Regions from separate parts of the Mus musculus genome. Here region 2 is linked to region 1. A link is a contact called in public HiChIP or PLAC-seq data. All regions are on one chromosome and are shown on one strand. The core of a region is the stretch at or near the end of the contact, and the rest is flanking DNA. Distances in the headings are between cores, read along the strand shown. Region 1 overlaps Ppp3ca (protein phosphatase 3, catalytic subunit, alpha isoform). Region 2 overlaps Ppp3ca (protein phosphatase 3, catalytic subunit, alpha isoform).

Evidence for each region. HiChIP or PLAC-seq counts read pairs in DNA pulled down with a chosen protein or histone mark.
Region 2: an HNF4G HiChIP or PLAC-seq map of pancreatic cancer cells shows a contact between it and region 1. The contact joins two enhancer-like sites. A contact is called at or near these places in 2 of 115 datasets of contacts at active chromatin or transcription factors (effector CD8 T cells and pancreatic cancer cells).

What each region holds. Positions count from the first base shown.
Region 1 is chr3:136,695,503-136,702,885 of GRCm38.p6, forward strand. The region is part of intron 1 of Ppp3ca (protein phosphatase 3, catalytic subunit, alpha isoform); the gene reads left to right. Among named protein-coding and RNA genes, the nearest start is that of Ppp3ca, 29 kb to the left of the region's middle. Within about 2 kb of position 2,514, at least 71 of the 459 cell types and tissues checked have an H3K27ac peak or open chromatin away from gene starts, as enhancers often do. A contact at or near this core is called in effector CD8 T cells and pancreatic cancer cells, where this site is marked.
Region 2 is chr3:136,936,882-136,944,264 of GRCm38.p6, forward strand. It overlaps Ppp3ca (protein phosphatase 3, catalytic subunit, alpha isoform), which reads left to right. Exons shown (of 14, transcript NM_008913.5): 14 at 1-846. It overlaps 1700006H20Rik (a long non-coding RNA gene), which reads right to left. Exons shown (of 4, transcript XR_376118.4): 3 at 7,055-7,129; 4 at 6,362-6,475. Among named protein-coding and RNA genes, the nearest start is that of 1700006H20Rik, 15 kb to the right of the region's middle. Within about 2 kb of position 4,315, at least 86 of the 459 cell types and tissues checked have an H3K27ac peak or open chromatin away from gene starts, as enhancers often do. A contact at or near this core is called in effector CD8 T cells and pancreatic cancer cells, where this site is marked.

The sequences.
Region 1 (7,383 bases), core at 1,264-3,763:
CTACATGAAATGCAATTTAGATGAAGGGAATTGAAACACCATGGGATATTTAGCATTTAGGATTCTGTGGAGGTAAGAGAATCCCCTCACTTGGTGAGTTTTTAGAAATATACAAAGTGGATGAAAAATAAATCTTGATTATGGATTTAGGTGCAGGAACATGCATTAATTACTGATTTTAAGGCTGTGTGTGTGTGTGTGTGTGTGTGTGTGTATGTGTGTGTGTGTGCATGCATGCACATGTGCACCTGTGTTGAGTGAATTTGAGCTATATCACTTTGTGCTCCCGACAGGTCACATGTTTCCAGCCACCCACCCAGGAACTCTTTGGAATAGAGGATGAAAGACACACACATACATACACACACACACACACACACACACACACACACACACACACACACACCAATTAATTTTAAAATGCCTTCATTACCTCGAATGCTGGGCACTTCTAAACCTTCCCCTGCTACCCCAGGCCCGTGGCCACCCACCTGAATTCTCACATGGCTGGTTGGCTTTCTCTCCTTCAGCTCCTGCATCCCATCCTTCGTCTCCAAGTCATGGCTGTTTCTTTCTCCTCCTTCCTGAGTCCTAGCCTATGCGACTCTAAGGGTCCTGCCCTGTCTCCCTTTGTCTAGTCATCGGCTGGTGGCATCTTTATTCATCAATCAAAAACCAAATGGGGACAAGGACCTTTAGTGTTTGGACATACAGATTCCTGATTGAATCAAAGCATTAGATACAATCTCCAGCATACCTCTGCTGACTGCATACAGGAACCCCAGTGCAGAGTTTAAGGAACAATTGTTTTGGTTTTAGGTTATTTGTCAAATGGAATGCATTGAGATGAACAGTTGAGAAGGTTTTGGGAAATTGGAAATGGTTTTGAACGAGAGGTGTTGGAGAAGGAAGATGGGGTGAACATCATGGGGGCATGGACAGGAGGGAAAAATAGAGAATTTTCAGGGCATTTCCAGGGTTGTATGGACTCCCACCCCAAACTTCTTCCAACACTTTTAAGAAACCTGCATGTTTGGGTGGCTACTTTGTTGATCTCACTTTTTTCTTCTGCATTATCATTGCAAACTGACTTGCCAGGGAACAAGCCAGACTTGTAGGCAGCAGCAGGGTCCAAGGATGCCTGCCCATGCCCAGGCTATAGATGCACCAATCTGTTACTGTCTTGTCATGATGATTTAACTGGGGCATGCTTGCGAGCATCTGGGGACATTCATATGTACAGAGGTCCAGATTGCTTTGGTAGCTGAAGCAGCATTCATGCCTAATTTCTTGACAATTTTGTTTTTTTTTTTTTTTTTTTTTTTCTTGTGTTCTCTACTTTGACATTTACGCTTGATCTTCCCAAAGCTTGGCTAACAAATACCTGTTAGACTCAAGTACATTATCATTGGTAGAAATTTACCGTAGTGATCATGTAATGGAGTCTCCTGTGAGCAGACTCTGGAGTAAGGCTGCTAATTTCATTTAGTAAACATTAGTTCTTCATAATACACATTGGAAACAACGCTCCCAAATGGAAAATTGCATCAGCCATTTTGATTTTTCTTATAATGAGAAAAATGTAATATATTCTTCCTAAAAATTTACCTTGACTCTATCCTATTTACCTCAAACTTGTTTGAAAGATCGAAAATATTATGAAATAAATTAGGAAATACAAGCAAATTCCTATGCAGATCTATGATATTACCTTTAAGTATCCATTCTTTTATTCTGGAATAATAATACTAGAATTGAATTTGATCTAGCACTTCCCTACCCCCCACTCCCGCCAGCCAGAAGGCACCACACATTTCCAAGTCTGCCGTGTAGTCAGCTGAGTCCTGGAGGTGAAGTCTATCTAGTGTAAGGTGATGAGAGTGTTGACGGTTACATATAGAATATATCCATATAAGGAAGAGGTGCTATATTTCTTTTCCTGATTGCTTTTCTGGCTCATGGAACATAGAGGTGATGGCTGAGGCTCTGGAAATCATTTGGACCACACTAATAAGAGTCCCATCCTAGAGAATATAAAGTGATCAGGTAATATAAGGTGATGAGGCAAAAGGAAATGTGATAATGATTTTGTGGTCTTACCCTGGTAAAGGTAGTTACTTACTTTAACCTAGTCTCTGTGTAAGATAAACTTTTGTCTTAATTTAAGATATTGTTATTCTAAGAGATATAGTTCCTTTCCTGTACAAAAAGGCCAGTGAACACTCTCATGGTTGTGTAATTCACTCCCCCAAGCCCAGTGTTACGCCTAATGAGTGACATTGATTGTCTCATGGAAATGTCAGTGGATAAAGAGACCTGGCAAGATACCCAGAGGAGAAAGGGCATGGCTGTGACTTTGACTCCTACTTACTGCACATTCTCAGGAAATTATTTAACCTTCTTTAGTCACAGTTTCCTGTTCTGCAAAACCAGTTACAGTGTGCCTTAATCTGCTCTAATCAGGCATCTTAAACTGTGATCTGGGCACAACAGAAATGGCTTGCCTGCCTCCCTGCAAGCAGGAAGTCTGTGATCACTGTGCCAGCATGGTTGAGGTATCGGGAAGGGCCCCTGTACATAGAGATGTCTCACTGTAACTGACTATTGCATGGGTTTGGTAGCTCAGTGGGCTGTGTATGTAAGAAAACTAATTCTAGTCACAACGGTTCTGTCCTCATGAACTGCTCATCTTCCTAAGGTCACACCTCTTTTGCTATCATTTTAACACTTGGGTTTCAGTGTGAATTTTGGGCCACAAACATGCCATAGGTATAAGCTTGGGTCCCCCCACTCCTTCCGGCCCCCATTTTGTAATTGTTCTTTAAACAATAAGCTTTAATGATTCAGTGTTTGCATTGTATTCCTTTCAAATAATCTACAGATGACTCAGACTGTATGGAAGGATATGCACAGGTTACATAGAAACACCAGCCCATTTTTTTTATATATAAAGAAGGTGAACGCCTGCAGAGCTTGGTGTCTTCAAGATCTGGGAACAAGTCCACCTTGAGTGCTAAGGCACAACTGCAAAGATTTGCAAGATTTGGCACAATTACGGAGCAGAGCTCAAATTTACATTTGTTGTCCACCTATTTATTTATTTATTTGCTTATTTATTTATTATTGTTACGCATTTACTTGTGTGTTTGTTCAGGCATGGCTCTTATGTACCCAAGGCTGTCAATTGAACTCTTTCGTCTCTGTTTATCCCCCCTGAGTATTGGAGTTAAAGGCATGTCCAGTGAACTAACCAATTTAATTATTTCCCTTGTTTTATTTTTCTTCAAGCCTTAGGAGTTCCTGTCAAATGATGTCCTTGCATAGAAGAAATAAAGTCTCCAGGAGACAAAACATGTTAGAGACACAGATATGGTGAATCTGTAGGCAAACTGAAGAGATCACTTCTGGAATAGTCATGCCAGAAAGCAAGAGAATACAGCCCTGTGCTTGAAGGAATTCATGGGGCTTGAGTACTGTGTTCTTAGCACTGCATCTTTATGTTTTAAGGCTAGTTTCAGGATCTTACATAGAGGCAATAGCTATTTAATGGACTCGGGTTTTGCCTTCATAAATGGAGCTGTTAAACTTGAGAACAAGAATCAAGAACCAGCGGTTTCTAGCCAGGCTTTGGAAAAGTGCAAATAAGGTCCATTGTGCCATGTGCAGCACTTCTTATGGAAGGAGGGACTAGTCAACGTTGCTAAAGGTGTGGTTTCAAGGCATGGAGGTTTTCAGTAATAGGAATGGGTTGAAAGTTAGTGTTAGGTTTTCCATTTGTGTGTGTGTGCGTGTGCGTGTGTATGTGTGTGTGGCTCAAGTGAAAATATCAAGTGAGTTGGGCGTGGTGGCACACGCCTTTAATTCTAGTACTATGGGAGGCAGAGGCAGGCGGATTAATGAGTTCGAGGCCAGCCTGGTCTACAAAGTGAGTTCCAGGATAGCCAGGGCTACACAGAGAAACCCTGTCTCGAAAAAAAAACAAACAAACAAACAAACAAAAAAACAAAAAAAAGAAAGAAAGGAAGGAAGAAAGAAAGAAAGAAAGAAAGAAAGAAAGAAAGAAAGAAAGAAAGAGAAAAATCAAGTGAAAGTGTTTATATTCTCTGGAGTCTGTGGCTGCCTGTGCAGGTCAGAGGATACCCTAAGGTGTCATGCTTCAGGTTTCACACACACACACTCTCTCTCTCTCTCTCTCTCTCTCTCTCTCTCTCTCTCTCTCTCTCTCTCTCTAAGTGAGGGGCTCTTACTGGCCAGAAACCAAGAAGCAGACAAGTCTGCCCAGCAACCCTAGGCCCACCTGTCTCTGCCACCTGTCTCTGCCACCTGTCTCTGCCACCTGTCTCTGCCCACCTGTCTCTGCCACCTGTCTCTGCCCACCTGTCTCTGCCCACCTGTCTCTGCCCACCTGTCTCTGCCCACCTGTCTCTGCCACCTGTCTCTGCCCACCTGTCTCTGCCACCTGTCTCTGCCACCTGTCTCTGCCACCTGTCTCTGCCACCCCCCTCCCCCAGAGCTGTGACTATAGTCACATGCTGTCACACCCCTCCTTCTTGTTTGGGTTCTGGAGTTTTGGGTTCAAGGCAAACACAGTGCTAACTAAGCCTTCTCTCCCGTGCCCTTCTGCTCTTTTGACATATATTTTTAGATGTGTGTCATTAAGTCATTTTCAATAATGCATGATGAGAGGTGTTGCAACGCCACTGTACTTTATAGGACAGCCAACAGCATGGATTATTGTGAAAATTAAATTGTTTGGTAACTTGTCTGGTAATATGTACTTAATTAAAATGTGATAAATAAGAAATCCCCTTTAAGATCTTATTCTTGAAAATCAACATGTGTTGAAATGTCAACGCTAATCTCTGCCAAAATTAGTGTTGAAGATCACAGACTCTGGCAAATGTCTGATTACCTTCACTTTCTGGATTGCGTCACAGTTTTGCATATAGAATCGAGGATGCATTCTTGGGCATTTAATACATCTAAAAGTACAGATATGTTCTGCTTTCTCTCCCAGTGAATCCAGGTCTCTAACTAGTGTTTCTCTGGCACCCTCACCCTAGTGTCCCACCCAGATGCAGTGTTCACAGAAGACAATGGTTGGGACCAGGCTCTGCCCTCATTCTCACACACTCGTTTGTCAGCTGGGTTGGTATCGTGTTATCTGACCCTCTTTTCTCATTAGAGCCACTCACAAGATGTTTGCTAATGTCTTAACGCACCCAGGCAACGCGGAGGACTTCTGATTTTGCTCCTAACAGATTAGCATTTTGCTAATAATAGATCGTTCTTCTAGAGGTGTTTACTTAGTGGCTTCTGCGGAGGAAGCTGTGTAGTCCGCTCACGTGAGACTGAGAGGGTTGATGGCCACCACCACAGAGCAGGAAATAGAAAGTGGAACACGGAGGAGCAGAAAGAATTCTGGGATAGAGCCAGGCACCTGAAGATGTAAGGAGACAAATGCATGGTACCTGAGCACAGGTAGTCAGCCATGTGGCAGGATGTAGATTAGAATAAATGGGTTATTTTAAGTTGTGATATAGTCAGAGAAGAACCTAGCTATCTGGCCAAGGTACTGGTAAATCTATCTTGAGTCTGAGTCTTATTTCTGGGAGCATGGGGCTGGGAGGAGAGCCAGATGTACCTTCTACACTTTGTCATCAAAGGCTTCTCAGGACCGCAACCAGCTGTGTATTTTTGGACTCCATTTTGGGTGATGCTTGTGTATTCCTTGGATCTCTTATGGTCACATGGTTCCCATGCCAAAGATGCTGCATCTCCTGTATCCAGGTTCAGGCATCTGTGGTGCATCCGCAGGGCTGGGATGGCTTAAGATCTCTCATTTCCTGCCGCGACTCTTGTCTAACCCATCATCCTATGATGACCATTTGTCTCCTATAGCCCTGAAGTCAGGTAGTTTCTTTTTAAAATTAGTAGTTGAGTCTCATTCAGATGTTTTAAACATAGGATGACCTTCATTTTTTATTAATTATTTTATTTATTTACATTTTAAGTGTTGTTCCTCTTCCGGACCCCCTCTCCGTGAGCACGTCCCCCTCCCTCTTCCCTCCTCCCCTTTGCCTCTAAGAGGGTGTTTCCACTCCCACCTCACCCCTCTAGTATCCCCTTCTCTGGGGCATCAAGCCTCCACAGGACCAAAAGCATCCCCTCCCACCGAGGCCAGACAAAGCAGTCCTCTGCTACATATGTAGTGGGAGTCATGGACCTTGTTTGGTGGTTTAGTTCCTGGGAACTCTGACGGGTCTGGTTAGTTGGTACTGTTGTTCTTCCTATGGGATGGCAATCCCCTTCAGCTCTTTCAATTCTTCTCTTCAATTCTTCCCATAGGGGTCCCTGGGTTCAGTCCAATGGCTGGCTTTAAGTATCTGCATCTGTCTCAGTCAGGTCCTGGTAGAATTGAGTGTAGACAGCTCTAAGGAGACTTTCTGTGTGTTATCAAGCCCATCTGCAGTGGAAAGGGAACCCTGGAAGTCCACATGGCCTAGCTGGCTCGGATGAGGTAGGAGTGTACTCAGAACCTAAGTTTCACCATCAGCACAAACGTCCTGAAGCAGGGGCATTCCATGGTTGCGGTTGCCTTGGAATGGAGACATGTAGCGTGAACTGGGGACCAGACACCTCATAAATGGCTCTGTGACTGCAGGTGGCTTCCATTCCTAGAATGATTAAATACTTCTTTAAATGGCTAAGGTTAAGCTCTGAAGCAGATAAGCATCCTTATAAAGACCAAGGGAGACCATAACATTCTACTTAGTGTCCTTTCACATAGGAACACTCAACAAAACTGGCTTCTCTTCCTCAGGGACACAGAAGAGAAAGCTTATGTCTGTGTTGGGAACATGCTAGAAGCACAAAGCAGAGGATGTGACACTGTGGTCTCAGAAGTTACAAAAAAACATAACATGTTCTGTTGGAATTATACCTGTACGTGGGCTATAAGGAAGATAGGAATTCATGAAGTGATAAGGTATTTATTTTATTGCTGTGACTAATTAAGATAATAGTTTTCACTGTTCCATTTGTTAAAATCTTAAGATGTTGAATTTCAAATAATCTGCTGATATTTAAATTTTATCTTGTCAAGAATATCTGATTTTTTCTATAAGATTATGAGTAAAAAAAAGTCTGCTTTCACTACACCAAATTTTTCATTAGTTATTCCAAGCAGGTTTGTTTGTTTGTTTTTGTTTTTGTTTTTGTTTTTGTTTTTTGGGGGGTTTTTTTGGTTTTTTTTTTTTTTTGGCAGCACGTAAGTTTATTCTCAAATCAAACAAATTATTATTTTTAAGTGGAATTTATATGGCCTATTTCATTCTTCAGAGAAAAGTCCTTTTCTGCAATGACTATTAAAATTTGTGTGAA
Region 2 (7,383 bases), core at 3,065-5,564, 240 kb after region 1:
GGGATGTTGTGCACAGCCACCATGGTGTCCTCTGGGTGCTGGCCCTCCACCACCCTGCACACTTAGGGTAGGCTGCTTCCCAAGGGCCTCATGATCCAAGGAGTGGTACCCACTTCTGCTGTAAAAGTCGTGGTGGGTTTGTGTCTCAAAAAAATCAGGCAAGAGAAGTCTACTTACAGAGCAAATGCCATCTTCTGGCTCCCTTACATGAAGGACTGATTTAAGAAACCAGACCATTCCTTTACTTTGAAAACAATAGTCTTCAATTGGTTGTCAGGTTGTTTTGGTTGTATGGGACACCTCCCAGCTCCAGCAAAAAGCACTAGTCTCCTAAGCCCATTTCCAACCCAGACGGGCTGTGTTTATACTGATAAGAAGTTTGTATTCACGTGCTTTTTAGTTGTTATCCTGCGGAGATTTAGAAGGCACCACATTTCAGTTTGTTTCTAACATTGTTCATTTTTCACTGCACTTTGTTTATGTAATAAATTATGCCTATTATATTAAGTAATGAGAGTGTGGCGATTAATAATAAAGTGTACCAAAACAAAGATATATTCGCTGACAAAAACCTCCCCGTGGTTATTTGAAGGAGTCAAAACGTTTCTCCTGTGGGTATTTCCCCACAAACGTGACATCCAAGGAAAACAGATGCAACTTGCTAGAATGCTGTGAAAGAAATGATCATTCTTCTATCAATGTGTGTGTTTTCTTTCTTCTAACTACAGAGAAAATATCCCCCCAAAATATTAATAATGATCAGGGTTTTTTTTGGATTCCTTTCTTTTGCAAATTGTGCTAAGGAAACTATGGCATAGAAATAAACATTTGACATTGAAATAAGCAGTCGATGTGAGTATTGCTTGTCTTTTTGCTCAGTGTTAGGAAAGAGACACTATTTTTTTCACATGATTTGATCTGTCCAAGAAGTCAGTATGGAGTTGAAGGTCTTTCTCCAGGATTGACAACACTCGCAAATCTTTGTTATTAGTCCTGTCTCTTTAAGATGTGGACCGACTATGTGGATTCATGAGTTCCGTTGCTGGGTACCTGGATACAAGCACACGTGCATAATGTCTGGGCATTCACACACAGCCACGCTCTCATCCCCAGATGATTTTGTCTGTGCCAGGGTGACTTGCTGTTTGCAGGGCACCCTAATTTGCTAAATTTCTTGGTAGTGTTTGGAGGACTAGATCTGGTAGTCTTCTTCAGCAAGCTTCCTTGTCTGAAATATATTCATCCTACATGTACTTTCAAAATTTTAAGAAGGCACCTTGAGAGGCTCACCTGTGATGAGAATCAAGTGTGGTATCTCAGCCCGTCACGTAGGATCACTATGAATACCAGAATATCTCTCGCTATCTCTCCAGATGGTGCTCCTGTGGTGCTATGAAAGCCCTCTGAACCATTTATGTCCTAAACTATTTGTTTTCTGTACCCTTGCTGTACCCAATGAGATCATTTTATTATGAATCCATTTTCCTTACATCGGGGCTTAAGATGAAGTCAGCTACAGGGATGGGATAATCTCTCTCATCTTTATTTAAACTTGAATACTTCATGTCTGTCACTCACTGGGCCCCTTGAATTAGACTAACCTAAGATCTGTAAACCTGAGGATACTTTCTCTACCCGAGGGATGTGGCCGTCTACTTTGTTCATTTCCTAAGCAGATGTTTCTGCTATGCTCTGACCATCCCTTTTCCTGCTGTACATTCTTATTTTTCAATCACGTGCACACACACACACAGAGCCACTGTGTCAGGCAGTCCTCAAGGCATATATAAATTTTTAGTATGATATTAAATGTCAGCATGCTGTGGGACTGTGAGTCAGTGCCATACTTTTCACAGTGCTTCATCAGCTCTCTCTCTGGGTTTTTCTTTTAAATAATGTATACAAGGAACATCCCTAACTAGGCCCATGATGATGTGTTTACTTTCATTTTTTAATTCATACATAGTAACAAACACACAAAGAACAAAATGTACCTATCTCTGATGACCATATTGTCAAGAGGCAACTGACATACTGGAATTTGTGTTAATGATGGAGATCCAGAAGGAGAGTCTGCTTTAAGGAAAGACTGGAGAAACTTAACAGGTAAACAACAGAGGTCCTGTTAGCGATGATATTCCAAAAGACAGTGCTGACTTTGGAAAAGCATCTACTTATCATACCATTCAAGTGACTAGGAAACGAGCCTGCATTCCATGAGTATGGCTTCACTCGAAGGGTGAGAGACATTGCAAGTTTGACACTGTAACGCCTTAAGGACAACGGCATGAAAGGATGGAAAGTAACCTGCTCCATATCTAAATGTCCCCGAAGCAGTAGAGGATGGAATATCACTTTAACAACAAGATTTAGGGTATCCTGTCAATTTTTCAATCTAAGCCATTGCTTCAAGATTTTGTGTTTGCAGACACTCTGTCTTGGGGCTGAGCTCTGCAACCCAGTTAAACACAATACTCTGTGGGTTTAATATTTTATAGACAGACAAATGATAGCAGCTGGAAAAAGACAGCAACAGCCTAGGTTAGGTAGGGAGACTTGCAGGATAACCTGAGCTGTGTGGAGTGGTATTTGGGACCGCCTGCATTATGGGGAGAGAGAACTGGGTCAGCCTGAGCTACAGGGAGAAAAGCAGTGGACAGCCCAGGCTACCCCTTCCACATTTTCCTCTGTGTATCCCAAACCATCTTACTTTTTCTGGGCAAACCTAGCTGGAAAGAGTTTCCTATAGATTAGCAAAGTGGTGGTGGTGGAATTGAGCTTATAACCTGAGATCTCAAAAAAGGTTGATTTAACTTCCAGTCCAAAGGCATTCTTTTTAGGTTACACAGACTGAGCATCCCTTGTCCAGAATTCTTAGAACCAGAAATGTTTCCAATTTGGGGGATTTTTGACATTTTATAATAAGATTGATTAGACTTAACATTGAGATCCCCTATCAGAAATACCCCAAAATCCAAGATGTTTGGAGTTACCTTACAAAGTCTAAGGATTCAGACTTCTGGCTTAGAGGTGTTCAACTTATGTTTTCAAACAAAATTTCTAATACCAAATACTAAGGATGGCTAGGTTTGTTCTCAGAAACTCCACAGTGGCTGTAAGAATTAGTCTTGCTTCTTCAAGGTGACATACAAGGTTACTCACCTTGTGATTCTCAGCAGTCAGCTGACTTTCCAGTCTCATGCCTACTTGACTTCAGCCATGTTTGACTGGACCTAGTGCTTGGGTAGCCATAGGCTGCTTAGGTCTCTTATTCACTCATGCATTCTCTGAAAATACCAGATTCATCTTTAGATTGGGGTGAAACACAGTCCTTCCTGGGAAGAGAGATGTGTCCTATATGTCCTGTGTTTTCAACATTTACTTCTCTCACACACAACACAATGGGGAGAATAGCTGCTTCTCTTCGAAGTTTTGGAGGGAAACATGAGAGACTTGGTGTCTTTTGGAGGAAGAAAAAGGCAAGCAGGAATACAGATTTTTCTCCACGTGCACTCACAATGTGGGACTCTCTATGACTCCACGCAGCAAATGTTCAAAGAAGAATGGATTGGAGCTTTGCCATTGAAGGATCCAAGTCCTTGTACAAATTCCCTAGAGCCGGAAGTTAAGGTGTAATTTTCTTTTATTCTACCGGTCTCATCACGACTACTGCGTTCACCATTACAACTTGTTTTATCAGAGTTTGGTTTTGATTTTAATGCTTTTTGGGGGGTCAGCAAGATAACTCAGTAAGTAAACGCACTTGCAATCAAGCCTGACGGTCTCAACCCCCAGAACTCACGTAGTGGGAGAGAACTGACTCCAGCAAATTTTCCTCTGACCTTCACGTGCATGAAATGGCTGGTGCATGTGTGCAGAGACACACATATAAGCTAATGTTAAAATAATACTTATTGACTGTATATTGAGCACAGCCTACCTTAAAGAACCATAGAATGACATTGAAGTTTTAGCATGAGAGAACTAATCCTTTGGGTTCCAGGAAGCACTTCCTTTGTAGTCTTTTGCTAAAAGATAACACATTGGGAAAGGAAACCACAAGCTCTTTGCCAGCTTCAAACACCCTAGTGAGAAATAGTTAATCACAGTTCTGACAGGTCCTTTGGAAGGATGATAAATACAGGTCTGTTTATAGAGAAGAGACTGTTGGGGCATGGGACAGTGGGATGGGTGCTGGAACTCAGAGAGAGGGCTGATGGGGTATACTGATTCTACAGCTCTCAGTGCTAGGTGGAAACTCATTAGAACAACGAAATTCAATACCCAGGCTGCTCTGTCACCATGTTTGAACGGAAGTATGAGTCAGCATCTGTGCATACGTGCTGGCTTGTAGGAGATGAACCACACTGGTATAGATATGAGTCTGCCCTACTCTCCTACTTGCCACAGGGCTGTGAGACCTTTTCTGAGCTTCATAAAATCCTATTCCAGTCTTGGCCAAATGACTGATGAATTTTTAAGCTCTCTGCCTGAATTAAAAGAAACGATGTAAATGAAGAAATTGGCAGGGTATAAAACAGGAAATGCTCATTGTAGTCAGCAGCCTGCCAAGTTACACGAAGGCTTACTTATTCTGTGACTGAAACTCCTGTGTGTGTGAGGTGGCGTCGCCTGAGAGTGTTTGTGTGATCAGAAAAACCTAGTGAGAGGAATGGTACTCATCTCCAGCCTTCCTACAAGGATTAGTTGGGGAGAGAGGGCAAACTGGGAAGCAGTGAGAGAAGATGTAAGAGCAAAGAAGCAAGTCAACCATTGTGGAACCACTTGGCTTAAAGCATGGGAGGAATGATTGTGAAAGATGCAACCGGATACAGCTTGATGAGTAGTTTGCATCTGGAAGCCTTCCGTGCATAAAACCACATACCTGGTAGACTATATGTAAAGCACAGAGGCACTGCTGTTATTAGGACCGTGTAGCTTCAGGATTAACTTGGTGGATGGACAGTATCATCAAGGACATGGGTTGTCCCCATCCTTCTCAGGATGTTGGCATCTGTCCTCAGCTGCAGAGAACTATCCATAAGCACCTGGCATTGCTAGCTCACACAACACTGTCTGGCTAGTGGAAAATAACAGCAAAAATAACCTATAAATACAGCAAAGCCCAATTTATTGCTCATTGCAGCAATGTAACCACTACCTCAGCAGGGTCACAGTAAATCCAGATGGGTGGAAGGCAGAAGCAAAATATTTATGATGTTTTGTTTAGTTGAGGTTGGTCTTTCCACGTAGGAGTCTAATAAAAATCAGACCAAGTTTGTGGCTCTGTGGGTTAAAATTGGTACACACAGCAAAGGAGGCATTTACTAAGAGAGTTTTGAGGAGAGCAGTAAACATCTAGACAAGGATGAGACTTTGTTTCCTCCTCAAACTCACTAAGCTATTTTTATGACAACTAAAGCTGTGTGTGTGTGTGTCTGTGTGTGTGTGTCTGTGTGTGTGTGTCTGTGTGTGTGTGTCTGTGTGTGTGTGTGTGTCTGTGTGTGTGTCTGTGTGTGTGTCTGTGTGTGTGTCTGTGTGTGTGTGTCTGTGTGTGTGTGTGTGTCTGTATGTGTGTGTGTGTCTGTGTGTGTGTGTGTGTGTGTGTGTCTGTGTGTGTGTGTGTGTCTGTGTGTGTGTGTGTGTGTGTGTGTGTGTGTGTGTGTGTGTCTGTTTGTGTGTGTCTGTGTGTGTGTGTATCTGTGTGTGTGTATGTGGCTGTGTGGCTGAGTCATATTAAATGTATGGGTTGTGAGACTCGATGCAGCTAAACAGTCAGTTCTTCTCAAATGAGTTTATACATTTAATATCCTTGCACCAGAACACCCAGCAGGAGTTATGTATGGGCATTCACAAGCTGATTCTACAATCCATAGCAAGAGAATCTAAACTGTGGACTGGTAATATGGCCTAATGGTAGCATACAGAAGGCTCTGTTCAATATCCAGTACCACCAAAGATAAATAAAATGCATTTTATATCTGTGCTATTGAGTAGCTTTTTGCTTACAGGACCAACTCAGACAGCAGCAGAGAGACCACACACTTGCCTACAAATGGTCGACCAGGGAACATATCAAAATAGTTTGGTGGAGCAAGAAATAACTTTCAAAGAATTCATTACAACAACTGGTGATCCACTGACAACAGAAGAGACAGCTTGGCTCTCTATCTGGTAACTCTCTCCAAAATGAAAAATCAAATGGATTGGACATTTCATTTTTAAACATAAAATATAAAAACAAGGAGATTGCTAGAAAACAACAACAACAACAACAACAACAAAACCTGAAATAATGTTTGTGGCCTTGACTAGGCACAGAGTTTGACATAAAATCAAAAGCCAGAACTGAAAATTACAAATTAACAGGATTTTATTAAAAGTATGTTTCCTCTTGCTTCATAGAGTGCTGTAGTCTGGAAGAAAACTGGTGGCAGATTGTACCTCTATCAGAGAACTTGGAGCGCAAATCTTCCTAAACTCAATAACAAACAAAATTTAAATGCATAAGAGATTTGGGGGCGTGGGGGACAGCAAATAAGATATGCACAAAAATAAATGTCCACATTAAAAGCTGTTCAATATCATGGTGACTGGAAAAACAGAAAGCAATGGAGATTGTTGTGGTCTGAATATAAAATGTCCCATACAAGGTCTTGTGCTTGGACACTTGGTCTCCAGTTGGTAGCAAGGTTATAGAACATTTTGGAAATGGAGTCTTGCTGGAGGATGTGTATCACTGGGTGAGATGGGACTTGAGGTTTTTTAGCCTGGATCCACTTCCCTCCTTCCCTCCTTCCCTCCTTTCCTCCCTCCCTCCTTCCCTCCTTCCCTCCTTTCCTCCCTCCCTCCCTCTTCTTCTCTCTCCCTCCCTTCCTCTTTCCTTTCTTTTCTCCCTCCTTCCCTCCTTCCCTCTCTTCCTTATGTAGGCAAATGACATATGACCTCTGCTTCCTGATTGAGAAGTTGGCCCATGTTCCTGTTGTCATACCTTCCTTGTAATGACCAACAGTTTTCCCTCTGGAACTATAAGCCAAAAGAACCCCTCTCTCACCTAAGTTCCTTTCTGTCAAGGCATTCTGTCTCAGCAACAGAAATGTGGCCCATACAATGCTGCAGCACGACGGTCCTGTGTAAATAGAAGAAAAACAGCATAGCGCACACACACACAAATACACATAAAAACTCCACATAACATCAGAGGCTCTTCAGCACACATTTGATGCGATCTTCACCATAGTCTCGGTAGGAAAACACTCTAGAATACAATTAAATAGTTTCAGATAAAAACAACCACACCAGCAAGAACTGCAACCCCTACATAGTTACGTCAGAGAAATGAACACTTGTGTTCGTGCAGAAAACTTATACTAAGGAAAGTGT